2 separate regions of the Mus musculus genome follow, and region 2 is linked to region 1. A link is a contact called in public promoter capture Hi-C data. All regions are on one chromosome and are shown on one strand. The core of a region is the stretch at or near the end of the contact, and the rest is flanking DNA. Distances in the headings are between cores, read along the strand shown. Region 1 holds the start of Wscd1 (WSC domain containing 1). Region 2 holds the start of Mis12 (MIS12 kinetochore complex component).

Evidence for each region. Promoter capture Hi-C pulls out the DNA fragments that hold promoters and counts their contacts.
Region 2: a promoter capture Hi-C map of stem cell-derived epiblast-like cells shows a contact between it and region 1, with 3 times the contacts expected there. The contact joins the promoter of Mis12 here to the promoter of Wscd1 in region 1. A contact is called at or near these places in 4 of 39 promoter capture datasets (cranial neural crest, embryonic stem cells, hippocampal neurons and 1 more), 1 of 484 Hi-C or Micro-C datasets (embryonic stem cells) and 1 of 115 datasets of contacts at active chromatin or transcription factors (astrocytes).

The regions. Positions count from the first base shown.
Region 1 is chr11:71,749,272-71,754,144 of GRCm38.p6, forward strand. It overlaps Wscd1 (WSC domain containing 1), which reads left to right and starts at 1,744. Exons shown (of 9, transcript NM_001357965.1): 1 at 1,744-1,958.
Region 2 is chr11:71,016,514-71,021,009 of GRCm38.p6, forward strand. Mis12 (MIS12 kinetochore complex component) reads left to right here and starts at 3,098. Exons shown (of 3, transcript NM_025993.3): 1 at 3,098-3,676. Derl2 (Der1-like domain family, member 2) reads right to left here and starts at 2,790. Exons shown (of 7, transcript NM_033562.4): 1 at 2,631-2,790; 2 at 1,799-1,864. The coding sequence starts at 2,723.

The DNA of each region.
Region 1 (4,873 bases), core at 494-2,993:
AGCCATCACTGGAAAGAGAGGCCCATTGGACACGCAAACTTTATATGCCCCAGTACAGGGGAACGCCAGGGCCAAAATAATGGGAATGGGTGGGTAGGGAAGTGGGGGGGGGAGAGTATGGGGGACTTTTGGGATAGCATTGGAAATGTAATTGAGGAAAATATGTACTAAAAAATTAAAAAAATTATACCTTTGCATCTTGGATAATTTGTTTGTTTGTTTGTTTTTTGCCACTGGACCCTATAAATTATGCAGTCAGTCCTGAAGAGGGTTCAAACACAAGACAACATTGCAAGAGGATTCATTGAGTTACAGCTGATAACAATGATTAAAGGCTATGCAGAGGATACTTTCTTTGCAGGCCTGGAATGCTGAGATAGCACAAAATCCCTCTGCTCCTACCCAAAACTCCCAAGGCTCCAAAGAGTTCAACCTTCATCCCCAGACCCAAGACTCTTCTGTGTAAACTTCAACAAGCCCTTTCCCCACCAGGGTGCCTTTCGACTGCACCGCCAGAAGCTTTCTACGGGTCCCCTTCCAAGCCCCACTGCTGCCCTGCACCTGTTGAAAGCCCACTTCTCTGAGTGGCTGAGCAGCTCTGCCCCTAGCGGAAGTTGGAAGTAAAAAACTTCCATTCAGGAAGTCCGTTAGAGCCACTGCCACCTGCTCCTGATGCCTCCTCTCATCCTGTCCCCAGCATCCAGCAGCCTCCAAGAACATCTTGGCTGTCAGTCTTGGGTGAGAACTATACCCACTGTTGTTTAAGGAAGAGCAGGGTAGATGCTGTGACTTGGGGGCTTCGAAAGGGGGAGCAGAGCTTCCCAGTGGGGTAAGTCTTTATTTAAAAGGAGGGCTGTATATAGACCTATGTGCCCCCCCTCTCTGTGGTGTGTGTGTGTGTGTGTGTGTGTGTGTGTGTGTGTGTGTGTGTACCAGTGAGGCAATGTCCCTTTACACTCTATATCAAGAAGGTCTGTCTCCCTGTGTCAATGTGGGCAGAGTGATAAGCTGCTGGCAGAACCCCAGGTGTGTAAGGAGATGGTGTGAGTATCTTTGCCATTTTGTAATTCTGTGGTACTGTCTCAAATTGTGTGTGTGTTTCTAGCAAGTGCTTGTTTCTGAGTGGCTGTGTGTCAAGGAGAGTTAGGTGAATGTGCCTAGCTCCCCCAGTATGGGACAGTAATCCAGTGTGTGCCTGGGTATTTACATTAGAGTGGTACAAATTTGTGTGGCTCTGTATGTGTGTGCAACTGTCCGTGTCCTAGCTTGCTTCTGAGTGAGTGGAGCAGAGTACAGAGTGTGTGAGTGTGGGTGTCTGGTGATTCAGTGTGTATTTGTATCAGCCACTGTGCGTCTGCCACCACGTCTGCATCTGAGTGTGGCGGCGTACTGCTGCGAGTGGCGATGCCCAGTGTATTCCTGTGTGCGTCTGGTGTGAGCACCATGGTGCGTGCTAGAGCCGGCTAGGCTGCAGTGGTAGGCTGTGGCTGGGCGGGTGCAACAGAGTGGTCAACGTCTTGTCTTGGCGGTGGCGAGTAGTGCGTGTCACCCGCGGTATGTGCGTTGTCTCGCAAGCCCGGACAGATCACCCACATACCTCCCGCCACGAAGCCAAGCTGCGACCCTTCCTGGGAGCCTAGAAGAGGGGGGTGCGCGGAAGCCTCTAGGACCCGGCGGAGGCCGGCCGCTGTCCCCGGGCCGCGCGAGTGAGCATGTGCAGACCGGGCGCCCGCTCGCCCGCTCTGCGCCCGCCACTCGCTGTACTCCGCGCCCGCGGCTCAGCTGGGCGCCCGCCCGCTCCGCCACTGCTCAGCGCGGAAGTCCGCAGCCTCGGGGAGCTGCGCGACGCGGGCCTGGGAGCGCGGGTGCGCTTGCTACAGGCGTCTGAGCTTTGGGCACTGCGGGCTGCGGGCTTGGCGCCCCGGAAGGCGGGTGCCCCAATCGGCTGTGATCGCTGGGTGAGTCCTGTCTTCGAGGTCTCCCAGCCAGGACCCTAGCACGGGCTGCGAGCCGGATCTACCCCCGCCCCGGGCAAACAAGTTTGTGTAGATGCGACTGGGAGCGCGCGGGGTTGCACCTGCTGGGGGCGCGGGGTTGCACCTGCTGGGGCGCAGGGCGCGCTGGCGAGGCGCCTTCCCGGGGCCGGCGCGCCAGGACCGTGGCGGATGTGTGGGTAGCATCTCACCACGTCTGGTCTTGGCTGGATGTGCACAGGCAGTTGCACCAGCCGCTTCTCCGCCGGAATCCCGGGGACGTCCGGTCTGACTCCCCGGTCGGGCTGAGGGCAGGTTTTGGGGTGCGCACAGCCTCCCTCCTAGGTGGAGACGTTCGTCAGAAGCTGCTCCCCCCTCTCTCGTTCCATTCCCAAGCTAGGCTTCCGGTCAGCGAAGGGTTTTCTCCGGTCTCTTGATGAACTTGAACACAGGCAGAGGCAAAACAGAAACGTATGTATTTTGTTGGAAGAAATTACCCGGTGTCGCGCTTTGCATCTTTCTAAGGTGTGGATGGAGACTCGTGGCTGGATGCTCTGTGTGCTGTTTTTCTTTGCTAGTCAGAAGCATCCCTGGCTGGGTCAGCTGCTTCAGGGTAACCTATCTAACTGCTTTTCTGGGTGTCTGTGCTCCGCTGATGGTCTTAGTCCTACCAGCTAGTCCACGGGGAGTCCGAATGGGAATAGGACCTCTGCCCCATCTGCTTGCTGACAGATTGGCAGTTTCCAGCACCCACAGCCCTACCTTGGGACCCGGCCCTCACTCTCCGTCGTAGGCTGTAGGCTACTTTTCAGACAAAATGAACAAACTCGGTACTCCCCTGTACTTTTGTCACCTCTTCTCTCCTGTTGCGAGAACAGTATTCTTATATCTACGGACCAGCTTTGGTAGGAACCCATACGTGGGGTTCAGGAACTCAACATCAGATACGGGAAGTGAGGGCTGTAAGGATTGTAAGAATAAGAGGAGCTTTATGCTGGGCTGGGTGGCTCTTTCTGTAGACAGTATCCTCACTTGGTGGCTATCTAACTGAATGACTACACGTGCTGGCCAGAGAGCTAGGGAGAGCTTTCTTTGTGTAGGTTTGGTTTCTTCCAAGCATGACCTCCTACCACACATATATTCTTAACTGAAATCCCTCAAGAAGATGCCTGTGGGGAGGGGCTGCTAAGCCCCCAGGTTCAGGGAAGAGCCAGGCATCTTCCTTTGTAGTGGTTGAGGGCAGCTTGGCCAGCTACCAAGCTGGGGGTAGTGGGTGCAACTGTCCCCTTATCTCCCTGACATCATGACTACTCCCAGCCATCCCAAAATTGTCCCATCGATCTTTGGAGGAAACTTATCTTGGGGTGAGGAGATCCCTCTTTTCAACGGGCACTGAAGTCCCTGGCATAGACAGTACTGTCCTATGCTTTGACCAGAAGTGGAGAGCAACTTGGATTTAGACAGCAGATGAGACCCCTGTCCTTTTCTTCTATCTGCCTCCCCCAGCAGGTGGCACCTTCTGGGCCATCATTTGGCCTGCTGCTAAATGTGAGCCTCAGCCTGGCTAGTTCAACCCAAAGACTGCAGCGCTAGTCAGCGAGTCTCACAGATGGTTCTTGTAGAATCACTGAGCAGAGCCTGGGAACCCACAGCCTCCAGGTCCAGGCTGAGCCATATGTGAGCAGGGACTGATGGGAGAGCTGCACTTCTCTTTGCAGATACTCCTGGCTTGTACTCTCATCTAGCTCCATCCTGGCCAGTTTTCCTGAGACCAGCTCTCTTTGAAATTAAGACCAAGTACTTGGGGGCAGCTCAGCATTTAAACCTTGGGGGTCTATGTCCATACAACAGGAGTGGGAGTCATACTCACAGGTGGCATCCCAGTATCTGATCCAGGCTGGTCTGGAGGTCAGCACTGCTTATTTGGGGGGCATGACCTAATCTTTCTCTGGACCTCATAATTTTGTTTTCTCTCTCTCTTCCCTAATTTCTCCACACCTTGATTTCAATAGCCACCATGTCAACCTGTATCTAAAACACAATCCCTATGTGTCCCTTTGAGGGGCCATGGTCAGGGAGAAACTCTACACGTGTACTTTCTTTTGGAGGGAATAGAAGTGAATGGCAATTGGGCTAGATTTGTTCTGCAAATCTTACAATGCTGTGTGCCTCTGTATCAAGGCTCTTCCTCTTCGCTGGGATGGGAGCTTCCTCCCAAAAGGTGACTGCCTTGGTCTGAAGGGACCAAGAGTAAGGAAGGACAGGGATGCACAAGGTGTCTTGGGCCATCTCCCATAACTCGAGTCCCTGTCCTTTGGCAGGAAAGGAACCAGAGAAAGACAGGGCTAACCGACTCACCTATCCAGACTTATCCAAGTCCCTGAAATACGTTGTAACATCTACTTAACCTGTTGCGTTCTGCACAAGGCCCAAGACCACGCGCAGGGACTCACCGTTAATGGGAGAATCATGGAGGGAGATGAACCAAGTAGGGTGCTGATTTGAAGGGGTTGTGACTGGCTGTGCTGTGAAGGATTGGGCCCTGGGTCAACCAAATAGAGAGGGGGAAATCCCAGCTGCATGTGGCACTCCATCTGACACTGGGGCCATGTGACAGCCAAGTGATGCCACACACTTGGAATCAGAAAGCTGGAGTTCCGACTAGCACTAGCCATTTATCTCTGTTCCAGTTAATTAGCCCCCAGTGTTTTACCTTTTGCCTCTATGTAACAGTGATAATGACTCATAAATTAACGTCATGGGCCTGTGGGAAGATCACTCATTCATTTGTTTATCTGCTCATTCATGTCACACACTTGGTTGTATGTGAAACCACGTATAACCTCTAATGTGACATCTATAACTTTAGTGTTCATAAGGACTTCAGCCTTGAGTCCACT
Region 2 (4,496 bases), core at 1,848-4,347, 730 kb before region 1:
GACTCCTAGTTCCAAACTTAATGCAAGAATTTGACCTTAGCTAGGGATGGCTGCTTATGTCTATAATCCTTGCACTAAGGAGTCCAGGCAGGAAGAACACAGGAGAGCCATTAAGCTCAAGAGTTGCCAGGCTACATAAGAGACTCTGTTTTTTAAAAAAAAAAGCACAATGATGCACACCAAGAGGCTGAGGCAGGAGGACACCATGAGGGTCATGCCAGCCATAGCTACAAGATAAACGATCTAGAAAAATAGACAAAAACAAAACAAAGAACCTGACCCTAGGCAGTTAAGCCAAACAAAGCAGAAGGAAGCAGTCCTAGCAAAGGCCACAAGCATCCTGATGTGACAATGTCAAGGTATCAGAGGACCGACTGCTTTATACACCCTGAAACCCTCATCACTGGTAATTTACTTGTGATAATTCATACTGACAGATCTAGTCATTCAAGACAAACTCAGGGCATGTCTGTGGGGGAGTTTCTAGACTCAGTCACTCAAGGTGGAAAGGACAACACCGATGAGCACCATTCCATGGGCTGGGGTCCTAGGACAACTAAACAGAAGGAAGTGAATTGAGCACCTCTACTTAGAGCTTTGGCTGCAATGGGACCAACTGCCTGCAGCTCTGGATGCCACAATTTCTCAACCACAGTGGACTTTACCAACAAACTGTTAAGCCAAAATAAACCCTTTTTTTTTCTTAAGTTTGCTTTGTCAGATATTGTCACAGCAGTGTGAAAAGGAGCCAGCATTCTATTCACATGCAAACAATCCAGAGTTTATAGAATTCTCATCCTAGTGAGGACACTGACAGGTGAGAGAGGCTCTAACAGATAAAGTATCTGAGGTTACACAAAAGCTGAATCTTGAAAGGCAAGCTAGAGTTCAACGGTACAAGGGGAGTGTAACACATCTGGGACAGGGGAAAGCATCAACAAAGCAGAATTACAGCCACTTCACCTAGAGTGTAAATGACCATCCTGGCACGAAAACACACATCTCTTTAGCATTTTAATTACTGGAAAAAAGACTTCTTCAAACTATAATCTGGAAAGTCACATTCTCTTTTAGATAATGGTATAAGACTTTTGTTAGGATAATCTGACTTCTAGAAGACAGATCAATGTTAAAGTTGTACCAGAACTGAGTTTATGAGCTGGCCCAAGAGGACTAACAACAGTGGTAGGTAGGTGTGTCTGGGTGGAAAAAACACAAAATAAGGCTGGCTATCCTGTGAAACTCCCTGGGCAGCCAGCTCATCAGTCTATTCTCAGATCACATTATTATTACTGTTGTTGTCGTTGTTGGTTGTTGTTCCTGTTGTTTGTGTGTTGAGACAATTCCTTGGTATGTAGTTCAAGGTGGGCTCAGGTTCCTGACTGCTGGGACTATGGCCACATTAGTTCTTAACTAGTTGTAGTCAAATATAAAATCTCAACACATCAAAGACACACTAAAAATTATGTTCTTAAGACAGTCTCTCTCTCTCTCTAGCTCAAGCTTATCCAGCACCTGCCATCCTCCTGCTTGCTCTGTCTGCACCTGGCTCCCCCCTGGCAACTCTAGTTTGGTATATAAGGAGTTCCCAAATACTTAGCAGCTCTCAAACCATTCTAGAGTCCAACCAGGCTGTGGAATGCCCTCTTTACATCTCAAAAAGACCTGTAATCAGAGATTCCCCTACTGGGTTATTTTTTTTGAGACTCTATTTCACAGGATTTACTACTTACTAAACGATACGAAAAAAAAAAAGATAATGAAAACATTAATCACAGTTGCTATATAGACCACTTACTTGAAAATGTTTAAAAATTAATTCAGGATTGAAGTATAACTGAAAAGGTGTGATCAATTCCAACTGCTGAAATGGAAAAAGAGCTTCTTGAAGCCGATCAACCGCAAAACAAAATTTCATCATGAACCACGAAGGATGAGTAGATCTAATCATTTCTGTCCCTTGGAATACATTTCTGTCTTGCTTGTGACAGCTGGTAAGAGATTCTTTAGAATTTGCACAACCGTTTTGTATAAACACACAATGTCAGTTTGATGTTGCAATATTTGAGGATGCTATAAGGCAGGCGGGTGAGCATATTTTAGAGACAAGCCAACAGCATCTTTTACAAATCTGTGCGTCACGTGGTCACCACCTCAGCTAGGTGAGACAACTCGGAATAAGGGGTTTAACTAAGACCCTGCTACCATTAGGGATAGGTACAAGCGGCCAGACACTTATATCCATAGGCCGTCTTTTGAAAGATGTTTCCAGATAGCTCGAGATTTCTATACTCAATATAATAGTCTGTGAACCTAGCGGACCTCACTCCCACTAGTCACCTGGACCTCTCAGACACATTTTTGGGTGGGCGGCTCCCGCACTTCTGATTCACTACAGGTCTGGATTTCATTTGTCTGAAACTGACCTGGCCCTTCACGAAGGGGCACACCCTTCTCAGGTCACTGGCTTGGCACCCTTGGGAATATCCCAAACCCTAGAGTCAGCTCCGGATGTCTCCACCCACCCCTGGGACCAGACCCACTGGGCTTCTCCGCGGCCCAAACCCGTTTTCTGAAGACGCAGTCATAGCTAGCCTGGAAAAAGAGGATGTGGCGCCACAGCTGCTCACCACGGCCGCGGTGGTGAGGACGCAGGCGGTAGTATAGGCGCGGCTGACCGGCGGGATCTGCAGGTACTCCAGCCGGAGGCTCTGGTACGCCATCTTTCCCACCGCGCCTGCCCCCCTTCCCCTTCCGCCAGTATGCCAGGCGGCGGGGCGGACTCAAAGCTGGCCTTCAGCCTACCCACTCCTGTCCAATCAGCGCTGCGTACTCGGACAGCCACCAATCGCTGGCGCCTTGGGGCCGCTCACCCACCAATCAAGAGTTGCGCCTCTGCGTCGGTCCATCCTTACTTCTCCGCCTACCAACGCAGAGAGAAGGACCAGTTCCGTCCGCCAATCCCTGCCGGCCACAGCTAGCTTTCCCTCCTTGTCGCCTTCCTTTTACCAATCGCAGTGGCTCCTTTTGACCCACGGCTAGCCAATCAGGAGTGCGATCCAGCCCGCCTTGGCGTTCGTTCGCAGAGGCAGGTCTCAGTCGATTCGGAGGAGCCGGTGTTACCGCCTTCTTCCAGCCGCTGAGTGTAGCTTGAAGGAAGTGGCGGGAAGCCGGTGTGGGGCGGAATCCATCACTCCCGGGATCGCTTCGGTAGGGGCTGTGTGCTCTCCGAGGAGGAGCGGAAAGGGCGGGACCGAGGAGTGGCGTCGGGGCGGCGGAGCGTTCTGTAGGGAATCCCTCCGGTCTGGCCGGCCTGGGTACGGAGACCTAGAGTTCCCGGCATGCATCGCGGCCGCGGGGTAGTACGGGAGCTGGAGCTGAAGGAAGCGCTTCCCGTTCTGCGGTTTCTGGGCCTTGTCTGTGGCGGTCGTAGGCTCTGAAGTCCATTACATTCGTCGAGACGGTGTGAGGACCTCTCATGTTTATCTTCAGCCGCAGGAACTCTAATCTAGCAGAGAAGAGACGGTAGATGAAGGGAAAGCGGAGGCGGTTCTTCAGGGATGTGTATTCGAACTGGCTCTGGAATCTGCGCCTACTGCATGCTTACTTGAAGGAAAGAAAATAGAATTAGATTGGGCTGGAGCAAAGACTATCCTGACCGTGGCAGACGTGTTCAGTAAGTTATAAAGAAGCTTTAAAAATTGTGGGACAAAAAAATGCGACCGTCAAGACTGGTAGGAACCAAGTAAAAAGTTGGAGAGAATGGCATTTAGAAGGAAGACTAGAAAGCTGAAAGTAGTTGAACCGACCTGTGGCTCCTAGCCACTCTGAAGGCTGAAGCCAGAGGATTTGTTCCATCCTGAAGTTCTAGGCCAGTGTGGACAACGTAGAATGGGAGCAAACACTGGGGAGTGGTCTTAGCAACTTGTTGGTAAAACTGCATCTTTATAGCTACTGCCTCATTATAGCATTGGCAGTGTCCAACAGAGAAAAGGCAACATTGGAACTTTTCTCAAAACTGGAAGTTTGGATGTAGGTATTTGGTTATGTAATCATGGCGCATCAATCCAGGAATGGTGAAAACTTGGAGGCAAAGTTAGAGTGCAAACTTAAGAGAATTATAGGGTGCAAGTGGTCAGTTGATTGGGTAATTTGTAACAGATGACCAATCTATTCAGATAATGAAAATACAGTCTTTAGGAAAGTCATCTCAATAGAAACAACATATGTGAAGGTGGAAGGTGGAGGTAGTTTCAGTGTCCAAACAGTATGCGAAGCCATATGGTCTTAGTCTTCAAAATACAGTGTGGGTCTGGGAATCTCGTGCTAGAGTGCGTACTGGTATGTACAAAGGCCCTGGGAATACTCTTAGCTCTATAGGGAAGAAAAACAAGTTTATGACTACCAAATTCACAAAAGTTAGAGTATTGGTAGATACAAGAAGTTCTGGTCTACTCCAAGTGAGTGTAAAACAGCTTAGATATTCTGAGAATGTT